Linked DNA regions of Lactuca sativa: all the other regions are linked to region 2. The links are chromatin contacts, called in public Hi-C maps. All regions are on one chromosome and are shown on one strand. The core of a region is the stretch at or near the end of the contact, and the rest is flanking DNA. Distances in the headings are between cores, read along the strand shown.

Region 1 (4,130 bases), core at 302-2,801, 440 kb before region 2:
CAACAAACCCGGTATGGTTGGGTTAAGACTGGATGTCAACAAACCCAATAAGGTTAGGTTGAGGTTACCTGCCAACAAACCTGGATTGTTGGGTTGAGGCCACGTGCCAACAAACCCTGTACGGTTGGGTTGATGTTTTACTGCTTTGTGATGTAAACCAACAAACCCGGTATGGTTGGGTTGAAACCCTGTATGCATGCTTGTATTGTATTTGTATTTGTTTGTGGTGTGGGGTATTTTAGGAAGCTCACTAAGCTTTGACTTACAATTTGGATTTCAGTGTTTTAGGTACTTTTGATGAGCGGGGAAAGGCGAAGACGTGATTATACACATCATCCCACAATTTATGTTATCGATACTTGATTTGATGTTTTGACTTATTATGATTTGTAAACAATGCTTTGGTAATTTTTGGGCTTGTTCATTGTGTTTTCAAAATGAAAAATTTTACTCTGATTTTTGGGCCGTTACAGATCGTTAGATATCCTAGAAAGATAATAAATTAGGATTTATAAAATATATCCTAATAAGATAATAAGATTGTATTGTTAGATATCCTACAAGATAATAAGATATGATCGTTAGAAATCCTAAAAGACAGTAAGCTAGGGTTGATAGAATACTTTAGGAAAGGTTTTTCTGAAAGAAAAATGATTCTTAAACTAATATAACCAAATAAAAGCCGAAAACTCTAAAAACTTATGCATTCACCAACATTATGTTATATTGATGTTTTCAAAAATATATATATTCTTAGGAAGATGAGTGAGAAAGAGAATAGTCGTGTCAAGGAGGAGGATGCTAGTCGTGTCAAGAAGGAGGAAGTCTACAAAGAAGCTGCTGGAGTTTAAGCATTGTTTGTTTATTGTCTTAGTTCTGTTTAGGAAATGTGTTTGTCTTTTAAAAAGTAATATAACCCCGGAATAATTTATAATAAATAAAAAATGTTTGCGATAAACCTTGTGTTATGTTTTATATATATATGTCTCAGTTCAATTTCCCCACGTTCGCACTGCCCAACGTTTCCGCCATCGGCCAGATGTGTGACAGATCTGCAATTTTTAATTATCAAAGTAGTGTATTTAAAAAAAGATATTTATCAAAATGGTATGATTTTAAAAATATTTACCATTTAAGTTAAATTTAGGAGCTAAATAAAAAAGAAGACAAATTGAATTATCAGGGTAATTATCTTTTTGTTTTGTTCATATTTTAGTAACTTCGTTTTTTGTATATATATAAATAACAAACTTGTTGAAAGTGTTCAAACATGATCATTATGACCATCTATAACTTGTTATATCTGATCATAATTGTCATATATAAACACTTATATCAAATTCGTTACCTAAATGAAATTCGTTACCTAAATGCGTAAAAAAACAAAATTAGCTGGACATAAACCAAATAAAATTACATGATAAGTGAACTTAAAAAAAAAAAAAAAAATGGTCTCTAAAACATGGCTAAAACTGTTAACCCCGTCAAACTGATGTGGTCGGTCCCTTGGCACGCGCGTTCAGCAGTAATAGACCGGCCGGACGGATGTAGGCATGAGAAAGACGCACGTTGAGAATCTATTACACGCAACCATCACACTCTCTGTTAATCTATATCACCCCTCCATGTTAACTAACAAATCCCTAAATGAATTTCATCCCTAACTAATTGTTCATGCGAATTCGATTAGGCAAGTCTTCTTGTTCCAATTTTCCGTAATTGGAATACCCTGTTCACGTTGTTAGGCTCCTTCCCCATACACGCTCCTTCGTAACGTTCATCAGAGAGAAGAGCTGCGACCCTTCTTCACCTCCGGTCCAGACTTCCTATCGCTGGCGCCGGCTATTGCCCCTTTATATGGTAAGTCCGACTTTCTTTATCCGGTTACACCTCCTCGATTGATACATGATGTTTGATTTCTGGAATCGATGAAGCATATAACTTTCTTGTTCGATTTTGTATCTAGAGCTTAATTCTTGTTCCTAATTTGAGTAAAATTTCTGGTTTGGAATTCCACTTTCTTTTTCTGGTTCTGTACACCTCGTGATAAGCTGATGATTATTTTTAATCAATAAAGCACTTATATTTTAAGCACATGAATTTTTTTGAATCAATGAAGCTTATAATCTGATTTGATTTTGTTGATTTAGTTTGGTGATTATCTGGTTACATGTTAAGTTGTTAACAATAAGCACTTATGTTTGGTGTTATAATCTGATTTTGTTGATATAGTTTGGGCTTTTGTTTTAAAAATCACTTGATAAACCTCCTAATCATCCATACATCTGATCCAGTTAGATAAAAGAATTATGTACATCTGTTTTTTTAATTAGATTTGAATGGGCCAAAAGAAAAAGATATATATTACCACAGTCCCAAAAGAAAAAACGTTTCTTAGTACCAAATGTAAGACTTATTTAAAAGTAACAAACAAATCATCAGGAATGGTCAACATAACTAGATATCATTGTAAGTGAAGTACATTGTTTTCCAATTTATAAGCCACGTGTCCATTTAAGATACAAGAAAATGTGGTTAACATGTTAAGCCATGTAAATTTACATGTAATACAAGAAAGTGGTTTTGAATTATGGAAACTATACATACAGATACATGAGTAGATCCAAAAGTTTGACAGAGTTATATTATTAGTAACTGCATTGTCTTGATAGGTTTCTTTTGAAAGTATAATGCTAAAAAAGTTTTCATCTTTAAAATACCGTGTCTCTTAATAGAAAAAAAAACTATACTAAAATCATTAAAGTTTAGATTTCTAAATATGTAAGAATGTCCTTTTTGGTCATTTTACATGTATAAGTCAATAATCACTTTTGTTTCAGAATCAAATGACTTTACAGGGAGGGCATTATTTAAGTGGCCTTATGGAAACAAGCAAATGCTACACTAATAGTTTTCCATCAACACTGATAAGACCAAGTTGCTTGCCTCGAATGTGGACTAGTTTTGATTTATTTTACAAACAAAAATCACAAATCAAAATTAGGTGTTCACTTTCGAGAGAGAAAGAGGCCCTATCTCCACTTGAATTCGAAGATTCGGATTCTTTGGAAGGAGAAGAATTTAGCCATGTTATCAAGTTTAAATTTTCTGATTTTAAGATCAGTGATCGCGTTAGCATTGGCTTGGGTGGACGGGTATGCAAATATATTAATTCTATCTATCTATCATTCTATCTGTCTGTATGTCTGTCTGTTGGATTGGACGTGATATTTGTGGTGATTGATTGTAGGGAGATGAGGTTGTATTTGAAGCGATAATCAATGACACTGATAGGTAGCTATTACATAATACCCCAACCCCAATAGCTTAAGTTACTCATAACTCACAACGTATGAAAATGCAGCCCATTGCATAATACGAGAGTGGTGCTTCGGCGACTCACTAGTGCTCAAGCACAACGCAGAGGGAAACGCGCTATGCAGGTGGCTGCTTACTAGTTATGTTCATTATCAAATTCATAATATTTATTGCATCATCATCAGCATCATCATCATGTATGTATGTATGTATGTATGTATGTATGTATCATTGTTTGGATTTGGAATTTGGAGTGTAGGTGTTAAAGAAGCTTTGTCGCCGTAAAATGATGTACCATTCATATTCAATGCAAGTACATGGTTACGTCTTCTCCCCAGAAACAACAACGGAGGATGAGGGCTCTTTTACCCTTGTTCATGGGGTAGGTCCTATTAACTTTTTATTAAATGAATTTAATTGCTTCCTTCCATTTTCTCAATTTTCATTCCACCATAAAAACTAACCGATTTTCATTTATGTAAACTTTTTATGATTTTAGTTAAAAATTAACTTTTTCTTATTTTCTTAAATACAAAAGTGATTATTTATAATTTTACGTATATAATATAATTGAAGATGAACATGATGCATGTAGTATCATGGTGGTTTGTCTTTGAGGCACTGGCTTCGTCAGACAGACTGGCTCCCAACATTAGAAGCTACGCTTGCTTTAGACGAAGAATCTGCGGTGAGGAGGGCCGGTGATGATACCGTAGGCGGCCCTGCGGTCTCTCGCCAACTCCGTGTTACTCGAATTCTCATGAGAGATCTACTCATTGGAGTACGTTGCTTAATAAATAGTTAAATACTCT
Region 2 (4,546 bases), core at 1,386-3,885:
TTATTGTTATTGTTAGACATGCTAACCTAGGGCTTGAAAGGGTGAAAATTTGCTTGGTTGGCATGTATCCAAAGGGAATAACATGAGGAATTTTCAAATTGCCCCCCCAATTTTACATTCTTATTTATCTACTTATTGAGTTAATTCAAAAAAAGAGGTATGAATTAGGAATTTCTGTTGTACACACAGGCACACCCTAGTAATAATATTAAATGATTTCGTTAACTCAATAAGTAGATAAATAAGAACGTAAAATTGGGGGGCATTTTGAAAATTCCTCATGTTATTCCCCTTGTACACACAAGCATACTTGGATTGCGATGTTGGTGTTTTACTGTTTTTTTTTCTATTTTTTCGTGAGATCATTGATTAATCTTGCTTGCATTGTTTTAGGTGCATCATGGGTTTTTAAATCCTTAATATGACACATTGAGACATGAAGATTATGGTCATATAGCATTCAATAGACGTGCCAATGGCCCATAGATGCATTATGTGGGTTAGATCTTGCTGTAACCAAAATATTTGTAGGTTTGCAGTCACTGATATATGGTTTGCTTCTTTTGTTTTTTTAACTAAATAATTGTTCAAATGAAACTAAATAAGATTTGTATGTATATTAAGTGAATATTATTTAGACATATGGATGCAAAATCAGTAAAACATAATCCTATGTGGAATGGGGTTGAATTGGTGAGGAGACAGGACGCATTTCTACTAGGACACAGCCATCTGACCGGAATAGGTAGCATAGGATGTTTTATGGTATGTGGCGATGTGATTATACGTTCTCACTTCCCATAATAGCAGCTTCTAATAGTAATATGTGACACAAAATTTGTAAGAATTTTTCAAGTGTCAGATTATATTTCTATTAACGATAAAAACATGAAGTGTGTTGATATTACAGGTAATAGATATTAAGTATGTTGCTATTTTTATTATGCTTTCATATAATCATTTACTCACTAGTAATATTAGACAATGGATATAATGATATTCAAATTAAAATTTATGTGGTTTGTTTTCAGGCTCCACAATTGTTTGATCTGCTACACAATATTTGGTAAGCTACCAACATGAAAATAATATCTTCTTTTTTAATTTTTGTTTTTTTATTCTTTTATGTTTTCTTTTGGTCCTAGGTTTAGAGGTGATATGTTTGATTAAGGGGACAACAACCCACCAGGAGGGTTTTGAATTTTTTATGGCCAATTTTGGGGATTGGTGATACGAGTTCAGGAGTGTGTTTCTGAGTTCTGTAACCAGGATGGGTGGTGAGGATGGTATCAAGGGAAATAGGGGGTAAATTTGTCATTTCAGGAGCACAAAAAGTAAAAGTATTTATTGCTTTTTCAACTTAGGATTAGACTCTAAATTCTTAAACAACTTATTCAAATTCAAATTTTTTTAACTTTATTTTTTACCACTAATAGCAACCTACTTGCAATTTGATACCAACATGAGCAATGTATTTTATTCATCCTCTCATATTGCTATTGTTCATAAAGAAAATATAATGAAAGATTAACAAAATGGAAAGAATGACATTCCAAAATAATGGAATACGTGATTCCAAACTCAAACAAAAACACAAGAAAAATCTGACCTGTGCGAAGCATGGGGATCTTCTACTAGTTTGTATTAAATTTTTTTAATGGACTTTTTGCATTTTCAAATAATTAAAAAAAATATTAAATAGATATTTTTGTAGTAATCCATTAAATAGTGATTATAATCAATACGCTTCATAAGGATGTAGAAAAAACTCGTATGTGTAATGAGAGTCTTAAGTTAAGATCGCTAAAATATGATGTTTTAAATGATTTATATAATTTGTATAAATAATATCAAAGTATTTATGTTAATTGTATATATTTTTTTAAATGTAAAAAATAATGAAAAAAAAAACTAATACTAAAGAAAATAAAAATTGTAGTAAAAAACTGCAATAGAAAAAACAGATATTTAAAATAAATTTAAAAAAAAATATTAGTTTGATAAATATTTTGATTTATATTTTTTTCAAATACTTATATTTTAGTCAAAAACTTGGATATTACAACCTATGATTTGCAATGAAGACTGTCTAATCCTCGAGTTGTGGACCTAACCTTGTATCATAATTTCATCATCACCATCACATAAATTTGTTTATATATATAAGATCCATGAGAGGCTCATTTTCAAATGTTTATTAACAAAAAAAAAAAAAAACACCTATTATGGTATCTACCATGTATATAAGTACAACCAAGTTAATATAGAATTATATAACTTTAAATCCTTATCAAATGTTTATTTCTAGTTAACTTTAAATTTAAATTTTTGTGAGATACATTTAAACATTGATGTTGAGACCTTCATGTCCAAAATATCCACAAAAAGGATTCCGTGGACGTTACCGCAGGATATAATAACCATCTCTCCCCGTCATCCTACCAATACAGTGTCCTGGACACGTGGGCCACACAAGCTATCTTACGCACAGAAATCATCGCCCAAATGGGTCCCATTGCTCACATACCGTTCGTTTCAATTTATTTGAAAAAGAAAAAAACAATAAGTAAAATGCGTTGAAATGACAATAATATCCTCATCCCCTTTCTATAAATTTCAGCACCTCCGGTTGATCACTCTCCCATGCTTTCAGTTCTCCGTTTCCTTTGTTGAAAGAGAGATTATTTATTTTATTTAAGGAGGAGATATAGTTCAGGATGTTGGGCGTATTCAGCAGTTCAATAGTCTCACCACCGGAGGAGCTGGTGGCTGCCGGAAGTAGGACACCGTCGCCGAAGATCTCTTCCAAGGCGCTCGTTAACCGGTTCATCGGAAACAACGCCTCGGCTGTGTCGATGCAGATCGGAGACGATGTTCAATTGGCGTATACTCACCACAACGAGTCGATTACACACCCGAGGTACAAAATTAAATAATCCGATGATATCTGATCATTATGTTGATGTTAGAATGATAGAATCTAGGTGATTGTGAAACAGTAACGCCTGATCTTGCTAATTATCTCGAAATACTTAATGATTAAGATAGGTGAAGTATAACGAAATGATCGAATCGATCATCACGCAGAATACAGATTTCAGTACCTGAGTACAAGTTATTCTAGTCTGAGTTTCGAGTCTCTAGACAGATGAAGAATATTCTTATTCTCAGCGATTTTTTATCTATGGTATTTTTCATATATGATCTATTTTGATTGAATGTGGAGAATCTGAAAAAGAAAAAGAAATAAAAAAAAAAATAATAAAATAAAAAAATAAAATAAAAAAATTGATTCTAAGAAAGGTTTTATGAACATTGATTCTAAATCCAAACCTCCAAAATTGATCAATTAGAAGAATTATGTTTATCGTTTACCACTTATCGTTTATATGCTTATATTTAATCAATCAAGAGCATAAGATCTTAAGATTCCGATCATCGGTCTTTAGATTATGTACATATATTTTTAGACTCGGTATAGAGATAGCTTGTTTTTTGTGTAACGATTATTGGTGAATTTGGTATGAAATAAATTATACCTCCATGTACCTGAAAACAGGGCAATATTTATGAGAGAGATAATGGGTATCATTAATATTTTTTATTTTTTTAAATATGTTGAACTTGAAATACTTAAATACGTAACTTGAAGTTGAAATTTTATTAGAAAATCTATATCTCAGCATGTTGGGCCTAAATTCGAACACCCTAAAAAGGGACAAAGATCGCGATTATTAGAAAATTCATTGCATATTTATATAGTTGCATCTTATCTTATTAAACTTCTCTAATTTGTTGAATGACTTTTTCAACTTTTGTTGGGTGATCGAATCTTACACTAAATTTTAGTATCATAAGAAGACATGGGTCTTTAAATAGTATTTAAATCCAAAAAAAAAAAAAAAAAAAAAAAAAAAAAAAAAAAAAAAAACCGATCCAATCCAAATTCTGATTTTTTTAATAATATTTTATTGTGTAATAATTCAGAAATTTTGTATTACATAATTTAAAACCAATACACGATTACTTATCTCAAAATAAAAACTTCTAGATTAGATTTTTAGTTGAAATTTCTTTTTTCATATCCAAAATTTTGAATACGCGAATTCGTATTTGATTTTATATACTCATTACATGAAAAGTTCTCTTTTTGGTGATTTCTTTAAACAATTTAAGCTTATCTAAATTCAAGAAGCATCTAATAATAATTCATAGCTAATAATTGACTTTTCTTAGATAGGGAACAAATCCTATAAGAAAACCCATCCTTCTTTATTTTTGTATTCATATGCCAAATATGGCCCATTGGAACATTGAGTCTTACTTGTCAATAAGATAAGCATTCAATATCTATCTACTTTACTTTAAATAATTCTCAACTTACTTATCATTTCCACCACCTTTATTTAGTAATAAATCATATGATTCTTTTAGCATCTCAACTATGATTAATTACATCACCCTCAACTCACCACAATCCTTGGTCAACATTCTAGATCCTTTGCGGTCAAAGACGAGATATTTTGCTTGTTCGAAGGCGCCCTCG
Region 3 (4,537 bases), core at 1,505-4,004, 300 kb after region 2:
CCATAAAATTATCACAAAGATAACCATCTCTACTATAAACACCTACTAGTGGGTCATCATTGGTGCCTTAGACCCACTGCTATCGGGAAGGTAACTCACCTCACATTGTTGAAGTCCCGAGGATAAAACTAGGAATGGCAACGGGGCGGGTTCGGGGTGGGGCGGCATATCCCATCCCCAAACCCGATATCTAAATTTGTCCCCGACCCCGACCCAATACCCGACGGGATTCTTATTGGGCAGCCCCATCGGGTTTCTTATTGGGGAGCCCGTTGGGGCTGAAAATTTCCTCGAACCCAACCCTAAACCCGATAAAGACTCGAAACCCCGACCTAAAACCCAAAATTTATGCCAAAAAAATTGAAATTGGTTGGAAAAACTCCAATATAGTGAAAAATTAAAAACTTACACAAGCTCACAACACCAAATTAGACCATAACATCATACAATCAAATAAGAAAAACTAAATTCCTCGAAATATTGCATTACATTTTAAACAAACTCATAATCAAACATAACCATCCAAACTTGTTCCACAACCATTAAAGTGTAAGGTTTCTTCAAGGGTGTCCCTCCTTTACAGATAAAAAAAAACACTCCATTATGCTCTCCTAGAACTGACCACATTTTCCTACCCAACTCAAAAAGGGAAGAATAAAGTAAGCACATCTAAAGGCTGTAGAGAAAACATAAGGAAATATATGTGCTAATACAATATGACAAGCTTTATGTGCCATGAACCTCTTCTTTTCAACATATATATATATATATATATATATATATATATATATATATATATATATATATATATATTATGAAATGATTAATGACTATATTACCACCAATTAAAAGATGTAAATTCTTACTCTTTCTTCACATTTATGATGTTCTTCCTGAATTAGGAGCATACCCATTCCCTACACATTAAAAAAACTAAACCACGATAATACTATACAGAGAAAAGAGAGCTTTAGTCTAGATTTAATAGTTAACACTTGATTTAATCAAAAATCAAAAATCATAATGAGAAATCAATTCAAAGGTGGACATTATCTCATTATCACATTATCATCATATAGTATGTTGTAAATTTCATTCAAATCTTTGGATCCATTCGTTTGATTCTTTATATACTAGTTACTTCCGAATCCTACCTTCTGAGCTTGGTTTTAAAAAGCGTAAAGCGCCCTAAAGCGCTAAAGCCTTTGGGGACCGATGCGCTAAGCGCTAAGCGAAAGCGCTCGCCTAGAGCACACGATGCGCCCCAAATTGAAAAAAATATAAAAGATATGAAAATACTTATAAATACTTAAAAATCTCGTAAAATCATAGTAGTATCATATTAAATCCTAAGTACTGATACTAGAAATCGTCTAAACTATCATGCATGATAACAAATAACTTATGAATTATGTGTATGACTTAACAGTTAGGTAACACACGTTAATAGCAAACAACTTAACAGAAAACGTATAAATATAATGACCAAATTTCATACTTCAGACTGTCAGACTTTAGAGTTTTAGACTTGAGAAGAGAATAGAATATGTAGATTAGTATAATGGAATGGAAGTAGAAAACATTAGCAGAGTTGATTTCTGATTACTTGGAGAAGATGAGTTGGAGCGATGATACGATTTGCTTTGTTTGTGTAATTGTTTTTACCACCTCTAACAATATTGATTCTACATCTCTTTCCTTTATTTATATAAACCTATTCTAACTTAATTAAACCTATTGGCCCGTCTAACTTAATTAAACCTATTGGCCCGTCTAACTTAATTAAAAGCCCATTTTCTATTAATTACCCTAAGCGGTATTAAGTGCCGAAGCGCAATGCGGTAAAAAGCGGGAAAATGCGACCGACTAAGGGAATCGCATCGCATCTCATTACTTGATGTGCTTTTGGTCATCGCTTGGGCGCCTAGCGCATTAAGGCGCTTTTTTAAACCAAGCTTCTGAGTTCTGATTTTTAGTGTGCTATTCATTGTAACTTAACTTGATTTGATCGAGCAGTTATCCACACTTATTATCAATCTAGATGATTGAATTTCTTATCAATATTCATCTAACATACTTCTAGAATTATTGTCAATAAATCAAATTGTCATAATAGTTTGTGGTTCAGTATGCAGAACATTCTTTTCCTTTTTTTTCCCTATCTCTACTAACATTAATCAGATTAAAAAATCAATTCAACAAATTCGAAATTAGATTCAACAGTAAAAAAAATAATACTTAATAGGTCATAACTCACAAGGTCTGAACATGTCCCAACTCACACCTCACAAGGTCAGATGTGCTTCGAAATCAGATTTATGTGTATTTTAATAGGTAAACCTATATGTTCAATAAATGTACTTCCAATGGAATAAACAAAAAATACTTAATCTTACCTGCTTGCAATTGCTGGTGCGAGCCTGCCACAAAGGAAAAGGAATGAGGAACCGAGCGAAAGGTTAAATTATGTGTTCAGTTGTTGAACGAGGAACCAAGGCTAAACCACAAGCACAAAGAGCATAAGGGGTTACCAGTTGTCGTTGACCAGAAGATTGGTACGCCGGAGTTGAAGTCGGTGTTCAGTTGTTCACGAGATCGCCGATGGAGTGTCGTCTCTAATTCTCATCTCTCTAATCTCTATGCGACTTGAACGTATGAATATTGAAGTCTGAAGAACTGAGAATGTAATTTCGATTTGGGTCATTGGCTTTGGGAGTGTCTTGTCGGCTGGAGCTGGAGTAGATCAATAGAAATATAGAGCGAACCCTAGCCCTTTTTTTAGGGTTAATTCTTTAAGGGGGTTTAAATGTAATTATATATATATATATATATATATATATATATATATATATATATATATATATATATATATATATATATATATATATATATATATATATATATATATATATATATATATATATATATATATATATAGAGAGAGAGAGAGAGAGAGATATTTTAATGCGGGGCAGGTCGGGGCACGCATATCCCACTCCCTGCCCGAACCCGAACAAAAAACCCGATAATGACCCAATACTCGATAATAGTAACCCAAACCGACCCAAAAACTTCGGGAATCGGGTTTTCCCGTCAAGTTCGGGGTTTTTTGTCATCCTTTGATAAAACTCTAGCTGTTGGATGACAAATTCCCAAATTGTCAATATCAAAACAACACCCAATTAATAATTGGGTTCTAATACATAACCATAAGTCCATGATTGGGGTAAAAAGACTACTTTACCCCCAACCTAGCTTGATCCAAGCCCAAGGCCCACACTCACACTCCAAGGGCCCAAAGTCAAACAATGAGCCAAAGCCCAACATATGGCCTAATTTTCGAAATTGGGCCCAAACCTCTACATGTTGCCTTGGGCGAGTCTAATAATAATGTCCATTTGTTCGTGTCACCCAACACACAACACACATATTACAAAATTTTATAAAACAAAAGTGTTGTAAATTTCATCAATTAACTAAAACTCAAATCAATACATGTAAAAAGTTAGCAAAAATCACCTAAACAATTTGTACATTTGTTGAAGCAATTACATTAATTACTATATGATTGTTAATAATAAAAAAACAAAATACAGTACTCAAGATTGCTAATTTATTGGTAATATAAGCACCGACCCACGAATACGAAGGATGAACAACATCATTGGTTATGGGTTCAAATTGAATCTGCTATCCATGTACATAGATTATTAAATATGAACATTGTATAAAGAGGCAGTAAATATGACTAATTAACTATATTTGGTCCTCATATTCTTTGGGGTACTATTTTACTTCTTTGGTTATCAACTTCATGCTTCCTGTTAGCAACATTTTCCTTCCTCGAGAGTTCATTCTCGTGCTTCTTTGCTAAAGAACATTCTTTATTCTCTTTTGTTTCTTCAAAAGAGATTCATGATCCAATTGTCTTGCCTTGTTTACTTCAACCATTTCTTCACACTACAATAAGCTTATAAATTTATAGGGAGTGTGTTTACTTACATTGCTTCATCAGAAACATTAATATACTAATGATATAAATTAAAAAAAATTCATAATTTTGGAAAGGTTTCACAAAAGTTTAGACCATACTATTTCAAGTCATAGAAAACAATATGTGGAAGAAAACTAACAATAAGCATTCATTTAAAAGGCATCTAATTAGATTACTAGAGTTAGGAATAGAAAAACTTACTACTTGGCTGTTGGAACTCGAGAAAGGGAATAAATTACTTAGTTGTTGGCTACTTGAACTCCAAAAGGACATAAATCACTCAAAAAGCATTCAATAAAAGCACATCTAATAAGAATTAGGGGAATATGGGATTATGAAGTTCAATACGTAGCATATAAAGAAATTTGAAATACTAGAAAAAGCTCACTGGATTAGGATTTAGGACCTTAGGGGGACGAATTCATTCAATCATGGTATGTAGGTATCACACCTTTGAATCTTGTGACATCCCCATTTTCACGGCCAGAAAAGACTGATTATTTTTATGCTTTATAAAAATCAGAGTACCTCTTTTAATAAAAA

What was found. A called contact is a pair of places that touch in the nucleus more often than the background predicts.
Region 1: a Hi-C map of seed shows a contact between it and region 2, with 4 times the contacts expected there. The contact joins the promoter of LOC111900455 here to the promoter of LOC111900454 in region 2. A contact is called at or near these places in 2 of 4 Hi-C or Micro-C datasets (leaf and seed).
Region 3: a Hi-C map of bud shows a contact between it and region 2, with 5 times the contacts expected there. The contact joins the promoter of LOC111900451 here to the promoter of LOC111900454 in region 2. A contact is called at or near these places in 3 of 4 Hi-C or Micro-C datasets (bud and leaf).

What each region holds. Positions count from the first base shown.
Region 1 is chr5:191,715,595-191,719,724 of Lsat_Salinas_v11, reverse strand. It overlaps LOC111900455 (probable plastid-lipid-associated protein 14, chloroplastic), which reads left to right and starts at 1,551. Exons shown (of 14, transcript XM_052764408.1): 1 at 1,551-1,860; 2 at 2,859-3,155; 3 at 3,251-3,294; 4 at 3,365-3,443; 5 at 3,578-3,700; 6 at 3,914-4,099. The coding sequence starts at 1,858.
Region 2 is chr5:191,273,109-191,277,654 of Lsat_Salinas_v11, reverse strand. LOC111900454 (stem-specific protein TSJT1) reads left to right here and starts at 2,635. Exons shown (of 5, transcript XM_023896342.3): 1 at 2,635-2,920; 2 at 4,497-4,546. The coding sequence starts at 2,718.
Region 3 is chr5:190,974,700-190,979,236 of Lsat_Salinas_v11, reverse strand. LOC111900451 (ATP-dependent (S)-NAD(P)H-hydrate dehydratase) reads right to left here and starts at 2,754. Exons shown (of 12, transcript XM_052764406.1): 1 at 2,532-2,754; 2 at 2,397-2,420.